Linked DNA regions of Ovis aries: region 1 is linked to region 2. The links are chromatin contacts, called in public Hi-C maps. All regions are on one chromosome and are shown on one strand. The core of a region is the stretch at or near the end of the contact, and the rest is flanking DNA. Distances in the headings are between cores, read along the strand shown.

Region 1 (4,039 bases), core at 1,417-3,916, 51 kb after region 2:
ACCCTGTCTCCTTCCTGGAAAAGGAGGGTGGTTTGATGCTGCTGTCTTGCCTACGTCCCAGGCTTGTTGTTGCTGTTTAGTGTTGCTGAGTGTCTGACTTCTTTTGTGACCCCACAGACTGTAGTCTGCCAGGCTCCTCTGTCCATGGGATTCTCCAGGCAGGAATACTGTACCAGCTTGCCACTTCCTTCTCCAGGGAATCTTCCCAACCCAGGGATTGAACTGGGGTCTCCTGCATTGGCAGGCAGATTCTTTACCACTGAGCCACCTCCAAGACTCAGAATGTCCAAAAAAGCACTGCAAACGGAACCTCACTGTACTCGGGTAAATCATCGTCTATGTGACACCTCTCAGCAGTTGCTACTGGAACGGAACCTGACTTGATAAAGCTTTCATTTTAGCTGTGGGGCAGAGAAGACTCTGCAGACCAGGACCTAGATCCGGGAGCATTGAACCCCTGAGAAGATATAGGCTTGGATGGGCAGAGGATGTTTGTGTGTGCATGCGTGTGTGTGTATGTGTGTGTGTACCCAAGCCTTTCTGAACCCACATTCATTAGAAAAGACCCTGATGCTGGGAGAGATTGAGGACAGAAGGAGAAGAGGACGACAGAGGATGAGACAGTTGGATGGCATCACCGATTCAATGGACATGAACTTGTGCAAAGCTTGGGAGATGGTGTGGGACTGACTGAGGCCTGGTATGCTGCTGTCCATGGGGTCGAAAGAGTGGGACATGACTTGGCGACTGAACGACAACAAGCCCACAATCATAATCCTACTTGGGGCTCAGGTTCCTTGGCCTTGATCTTCTCTAACACTGAAGAAGCAAACTTCTGGACTCCCATCGCAGATTACTCTAAGCTTTTACTCCCACTGAGAATGAAAAGATACCTGGGGCCCAAGTGGCTAATGAGCCTTCTCTCCTCTCCCTGAAAACCATGCTGCCTTTTTAGCAGAGTAGAGATTCTCCATTGTTGGGGGTCATTGACCTCCTGGGGAAGACAATAAGAACCGGATAGGGACTTCCCTGGCATCCAGGGATTAAGACTCCACCCTTCCACTGCAGGGGACACAACTTGAATCCCAGTTGGGGAACTAAGATCCCAGATGCTGTGTGGTGGAGCCAAAAGTAAATAAATTTTTTAAAAGAACTGATAATGCCAATATTTATCAAACTGTGCTGAACATGGTTTATGCATTATCTCATTTATTCTCACCAAAATTTTTGGGAGGAAATAACACCTATTTTACACACGAGGAAACAGAGGTTCAGGGAGGTTAACGACCTGCTTAAGGTCATACGGCCTCTATGTGGTAGATTCAGATTTAAACCCAGGTCTGGGACCCCAGAACCTAAGCTTTGTGTCACTCTCTGAAATGAGGAAACCTGTGATCCTCTCTAGGATCCCAGTCACGGGCTCATGTGCACATAGTGGGGTTGAGAATACATAGACTTCCCAGGCCCTTCTAAGAAAGCCCCAATGGGCCCCCTCTAGAGACAGACAGGTCAGAGGGGCTTTGGGGTCTTTGTGTAGGTCCTTGCCTGCGTCCTGACTCGAAGACTTCCTGGCTCAGACACACCCTGGTTTCTCTCACGCCCACTTGCTTTTCAGCCCCTGGAGACGGAACCCACGGCTGTGGTCGAGTCCCGTGTGAGCTCTGGTCCCAGGGCCAGGCCTTGCCACACGCAGGGTCTCATTTGATTCATTTCATCGTCTCAGTGAGTCACCCAGTGATCCCACTCAGAGGGACCTGCTCTTTCTAAAATGATCCGCAGTAACTCTAGTCGCTTTGAATGGCCTAGACTAGCTTCTGTTGAGATGCCATTGAGTTCACTAGGTCAGAGCCAGGCTGGCAGGCCGTGCCACCTTGGCAGGAGGACCAGTTTGGGATTTTTTGGATTAGAGAGCAAATCAACCACAAGTTAGTGGGCAGTTTGGAGTGGGGAGGGATTTCTTCTACAAGACAGACTGACTGGGCCGGCCAGAGGGACAGACTCCCTGCTCTGTTCTTGTTCCAACATTCCAACTCCATCGCTGCTTGTTCTGGAAGCTACACTGCCCACAGTACCCAACCCGGGGGAATATTCAGGAACCAAGTCACCCTGGGGGGGCACCCTGCCGCCACACCTGTCTGAAAATTGGCAACAGCCTGGTATTTGGCGAACTGTCCTACAGATACTTCCCCGGAAGTAATCAAAATGTGTCTATGGAACCCTGGGCCAAGAGATGGGCACCAAAGCCAGAACTGGGGCCCTGGCATATGACCTTCCTCTCCGGACCTCCCCATCTCTTTTCTTCTTTTCCATCTCCTTCAACTCTCCCTCCTCTCTTCCGGTCTCTGTTTTCCTAGGTTCAGGCTTTGGGGGCAGAGGTGGCCTCAGTGCAGAGGCTCTGGGGACTCCTGGGGGTAATGGGCTCCCTGGGAGGTTTTCCATCCCCAGGGACCAAGGCTGCCTCCCGGGTGCCCCCGCAGATCTGGGGCCTGGGTACGGCATCCTGCGGGGACAGCTTTGCCTAAACTTCACGCCTCAGGCCCTTCCCGCGCCCAGCGCAGAGCCCTCGCATCCAGCCCCGCGCCCCCAGGGTATCCCCGCCTTACCTGCCAGCTGCGCGGCGAGGAGGAGCCACAGCCGCGCCTGCATCTTGGCGTGCCCGGGACACCCGGTCCCAGCGGCGCTCGGCTGAGAAGGTCCGGGCGGGGCAGTTGGGGGCGGGGTGGGGTGGAGGAGGGAGCGGGGAGCGGGGAGCGGGGAGGGAGGGCCCTGGCCGGGGAGAGGGCGGGAGTCTGGTGTGAGGATGGGGAGGTCTCCGCCCTCATCCTCCACGCATTTCAAACGTCTTGGCTGCGTTTCCTCCAGTAGGGAGGCTACGCCGTTTCCCGCTCCAAGCGATCGCGCGCGTGTGGGATCGCCTTCTGCCTTGGGAGGTCAGAACAGGGTCATGACTCCATGTGACTCCAGATGAAGCAGCTGAGGCTCAGAGAAGTCAGGGTGCTCAGGAGGGTCCCTCGAGAGTGCTTATGGAGCATGACCCTAACTCCGGTCACTTCCTTCCTTTTTGAGTCGTTACCTAACCGAGAGAGCCTTCTGGGTGCCCCTGGGCCAGCAGGTCCCGGAGTGACCAAGACCCAGGCCCTGCCCTCAAGAGCACACACTTGAGACGGTGAAAGAAAGCTAACTAACAGTGACACAGAGTCTGATGCTGAGAAAGGTGAGCTGCGGCGCTGGGCTGGGCCAGGGGCACATCCAGACCTTGACTTTCAGGGTCCGGAAGAGCTGAGAAAATTATCATGCTCTCTCTACCTTTTTCACACGTGTAATTCCTGTTAAAATAACACTGAAATGGAAAGTCAGCAGCTGGTCAACAAAGCTTCCCTGGTGGCCCAGGTTCGATCCCTGGGTCAGGAAGATACCACGGAGAAGAATATGGCAACCCACTTCAGTATTCTTGCTAGGGAAATCCCACGGACAGAGGAGCTTGGTGGGCTATAGCCCATGGGATTGGAAGAGTCAAACACAACCTAGTGACTAAACCGCCACCACTATACCTAGGATTGTAATTGCTATGTTATGTAGTAATTCTGTATTTAACTTTTTGAGGAGTTTTTACAGCTATTTTTATAGCAGCTATGCCATTTTACACTTCTACCAACAATGTATGAGGGTTCCAGTTTCCCCACATCCTCACAAACATCTGTTACTTTCTATTCTTTTTTTTTTTTTTTTATATCCATTCTAGTGGCTGTGAGGTAGTGTCTTATTGTGGTTTTGATTTGCATTTTCTTAATGACTAATGATGTTAGATATCTTTTCATATGCTTCTTGGCCATTTGTATTTCTTATTTATATGTCTATTCAAATCTTTTGCCCATTTAAAATTTTAGGTTTTCTTTTTGTTGTTGAATTTTAAGAGCTCTTTATATATTCTAGATACTAGACTCTTCTCTAATACATGATTTGCAACTATTACCTCCCATACTGCTAGTTGTCTTTTCACAAAAGTTTCAAATTTTGATGAAGTCCAATATTTCTATTT
Region 2 (3,720 bases), core at 73-2,572:
GAGGGAACTTAAAGGCATTCCCCTCCATTCGATACTGGTCCTCCAGCTTCCCCCGCCTCCGCCCCCAAGTCCCCTGCCTTTGCTGGGCTTCAAATGATGGGGTTTAGAGGATTTCTCAGGGTGGTTTGCCCTTCTCGGTTTAGCAGGAAGGAGAGAGATGAGCTGCTCCCTCCACACCTCAGACACTGAGGTAAGGTGCCCTTCAGGAATGTCCCTGCTTATGTCCAGAGGACGACGTATGAACTAGGATCTCCCCTGAGCTCCAGTCAAGTTCTTACTGGGAAGGCAGAGCCGGCGCCCCCCGCCCCCCCTCCCCCACGGTTGTGCGGTGGAGAAAAGTACAGGGAGCTGGGGTGTGGGTGGGGTTTGCCGTGGGTGTGCGGACAGACAAGGGAACACGTGATGATACCACGATGAGGGTGCCAGGATGTGGTGGGTGCAGCCCCCGGACAGGAGCACTGGGAGCCCAGCCGCCTGCCGCCCCCAGCCAGGTGGGGTGGGGACTGGGGAGGGCGATCAGGGCGACTAGAGCCAGCTGTGCCTGAACTCAGTCTTCCTGGAGGCGAAGAAGCAGGCGTGATGGGATTGGAGGGGTGGGTGGGGAGCCAAGCTGCAGGCAGGCAGTGTTGCCAAGGCACTAGGCCGAAACAGCTCTGTGTGTCTGGGGAAGCCAGCACCTCGGAGGGCTGTTGAGGCATAGCTGATGCTCGAGAGGAGGCGGGGTCGGTTCACACTCCCTTCTTTTCTTGGTCATTCTGTTCTATACAGTTCTCTGGGCCAGACTCGGCAGAGGTCTAAAAGAGCCACACCGATGGATCCAAGGTCAATCGGTGATCTCCCGCCACCGTTTCTCCTAAGAACCCCTTTTCTTTTTTTCTGGAGACGGACAACCCTAATCAGAGGCAGGCAGCACATTTATGTTCCTACTCCAGGAAAACAGTGGCCCCAAACGGAGGTCAAGTCCTGACCTTCTGCGGCTGCACGCATAGAGCACAGAGCCCAGCGTGCAGCACTGGGGTAGAAACTGGGGCTCTGTGGTGGGTGGGCAGGACCATGCGGTCGGAAAGATGAAGACTCGCCTGAGGGGCCCTGGGTGGGCCCGAGGTGGGGGCAGGAGAAAGGAAAGATCTAGAATCTGGACCTGGAAGTGAGCTCAGAGAAGAGACCATCCAACACGTTTTTATGTTATAGAGGAAGAAAATCGGAGGCTCAGGGAGGGTGAGCAATTTAATTCAGGAGGCAGTGACTGAGCCGGAACCAAGTAATCCATGACGCTGCCTACCAAGCCGCAGCGTTGCTCTCTCAAGATAAAGTCTAATGCCCCGCTCTGTCCTGCAGGGGGCGGCGTTGCTCTAGTTTGGTCCCGGTTGAGAGTTGGGGAGGGGAAAGGAGGAAGCTTACTCCTTGGAAGAAGAGCTATGACAAACATCAGTTCAGTTCAGTAGCTCAGGTGTGTCCGACTCTTTGCGACCCCATGAATTGCAGCACGCCAGGCCTCCCTGTCCATCACCAACTCCCAGAGTTCACCCAAACTCACGTCCATCGAGTCAGTGATGCCATCCGGCCATCTCATCCTCTGTAGACAGTGTATTAAAAAGCAGATACATTACTTTGCCTATGAAGGTCCGTTTAGTAAAAGCTATGGTTATTCCAGTCGTCATTTACGGATGTGAGAGTTGGACCATAAACAAGGCTGAATGCCAAAGAATTGATGCTTTTGAACTATGGTGTTGGAGAAGACTCTTGAAAGTCCTTTGGACTGCAAGATCAAAACAGTCAATTCTAAAAGAAATCAACCCTGAATATTCACTGGAAGGACTGATGCTGAAGCTGGAACTCCAGTACTTTGGCCACTTGATGTGAAGAGCTGACTCATTGGAAAAGACCCTGATGCTGGGAAAGATTGAAGGCAGGAGGAGAAGGGGGCAACAGTGGATGAGATGGTTGGATGGCATCACCGACTCATTGGACATGAGTCTGAGCAAACTCTGGGAGATGTTGAAGAACAGGAGAGGCTGGCATGCTGCAGTCCATGAGGTCAGAGAGTCGGACATGACTGAGCAACTGAACAACAGCAAAGGAGGGAAGAATTTTGAATTTAGTTCATGCTTGCCCACCTGCAAAACTGAAGCTGGTTCATGTTCCCTCCCAGCCAGCTGGGGACCAGCCATCTTCAACGCCGCCACCCAGCTGTCCCGCATCAGTGATTTTGGACCTCGCCTTTCTCAGGAGTCCCACCCCAACTCCCAGGAGTCCTATTATTGCTGCTGCTGCTGCTGCTAAGTTGCTTCAGTCGTGTCTGACTCTGTGCGACCCCATAGATGGCAGCCCACCAGGCTCCCCCGTCCTTGGGATTCTCCAGGCAAGAACACTGGAGTGGCTTGCCATGTCCTTCTCCAATGCATGAAAGTGAAAAGTGAAAGTGAAGTCGCTCAGTCGTGTCCAACTCTTAGCGACCCCATGGACTGTAGCCTACCAGGCTCCTCCACCCAGGGGATTTTCCAGGCAAGAGCACTGGAGTAGGGTGCCATTGCCTTCTATTACGGGCCCCTAGAATTCCTCTTTTCTTCCTCCCTTGAGGGATGGGGTGGAGTGGGATGGAGGGTAAGACTTGCATTTAACTGGGGATCAAAAGACTGGTTAAAGATGGAATTTCTGGCTCCAGATAGAGGGGGGCCAGGATATGCTTCCTGTAGACTCCTAACCTCCCCATTCCCTCAATATCTACCAGTAAGTCCCTGTCCTTAGAAATAAAATGTTGATGCTTTAAGGGTGGAATGAATGCATGCATGCATGCTAAGTCGCTTCAGTTGTATCCTACTCTTTGTGAACCTCTGGAGTGTAGCCCGCCAGGCTCCCCTGTCCATGGGATTCTCCAGGCAAGAACACTGGACTGGGCTGCCATGCCCTTTTCCATTAAGGATGGAAGTTCAGTTCAGTTCAGTTCAGTTCAGTTGCTCAGTCATGTTCGATTCTTTGTGACCCCATGAATCGCAGCCCGCCAGGCCTCCCTGTCCATCACCAACTCCCGGAGTTTACTCAGACTCATGTCCATCGAGTCGGTGATGCCATCCACCCATCTCGTCCTCTGTTGTCCGCTTCTCCTCCCGCCCCCAATCCCTCCCAGCATCAGTCTTTTCCAATGAGTCAACTCTTCGCATTAGGTGGCCAAAGTATTGGAAGGAGTCCTCAAATTGAGAACCTCTTTCTTCTCTGTGCTAGGCTGCAAGTTCTGCCAACTCTCCTTCCCCCACTTGTCAAAAATGAAAACGGACCTGACCAGAGATCCTAGGTCATGCCCAGCTCCGGGAGCCCCGCCCGGGACTGACCCGACCTCTCTCTGCTGGACCTCTGGCGCAGACAGTGGGACCAAGGATCAGAGGGGACGCGAATGGGGTACTCTCAACTGCTCATCCAGACCTGCATCCCCGAGTGGGGGATCGGGCTGAGGGGAAGGAAGGAGGGAGGCACCGGGCAGGAAGCCAATGGGGCAGGGGGCTCGGGATGTCCTGGGGACAGGTGGAGTGCCGGTCCCTGGTCGCTGGCGCCCGCGGGACGCTGAGGTCGCCATGCAAGGAAAGGTCTAGGCAGCGCTGGGCTCGGGCTGGTCCGGGAGAAGGGAAAGGCTCAGAGCGCTAGGTGGGAGGTTACAGGGGCCAGGGCTTCTCTGAGTTTCCTTGGCCTGGTTCACCGATTTCGTTCGGCTTTTGGCTTTAGTTT

Evidence for each region. A called contact is a pair of places that touch in the nucleus more often than the background predicts.
Region 1: a Hi-C map of hypothalamus shows a contact between it and region 2, with 3 times the contacts expected there. The contact joins the promoter of CD8B here to the enhancer-like site in region 2. A contact is called at or near these places in 5 of 16 Hi-C or Micro-C datasets (blood, hypothalamus, liver and 2 more).

What each region holds. Positions count from the first base shown.
Region 1 is chr3:58,707,776-58,711,814 of ARS-UI_Ramb_v3.0, forward strand. It overlaps CD8B (CD8 subunit beta), which reads right to left and starts at 2,667. Exons shown (of 6, transcript XM_004007264.5): 1 at 2,604-2,667. The coding sequence starts at 2,646. It overlaps LOC132659395 (a long non-coding RNA gene), which reads left to right and starts at 2,771. Exons shown (of 2, transcript XR_009599821.1): 1 at 2,771-3,214.
Region 2 is chr3:58,657,654-58,661,373 of ARS-UI_Ramb_v3.0, forward strand. No RefSeq gene overlaps it. Among named protein-coding and RNA genes, the nearest start is that of CD8A, 21 kb to the left of the region's middle. Within about 2 kb of position 1,323, at least 3 of the 54 cell types and tissues checked have an H3K27ac peak or open chromatin away from gene starts, as enhancers often do. A contact at or near this core is called in hypothalamus, where this site is marked.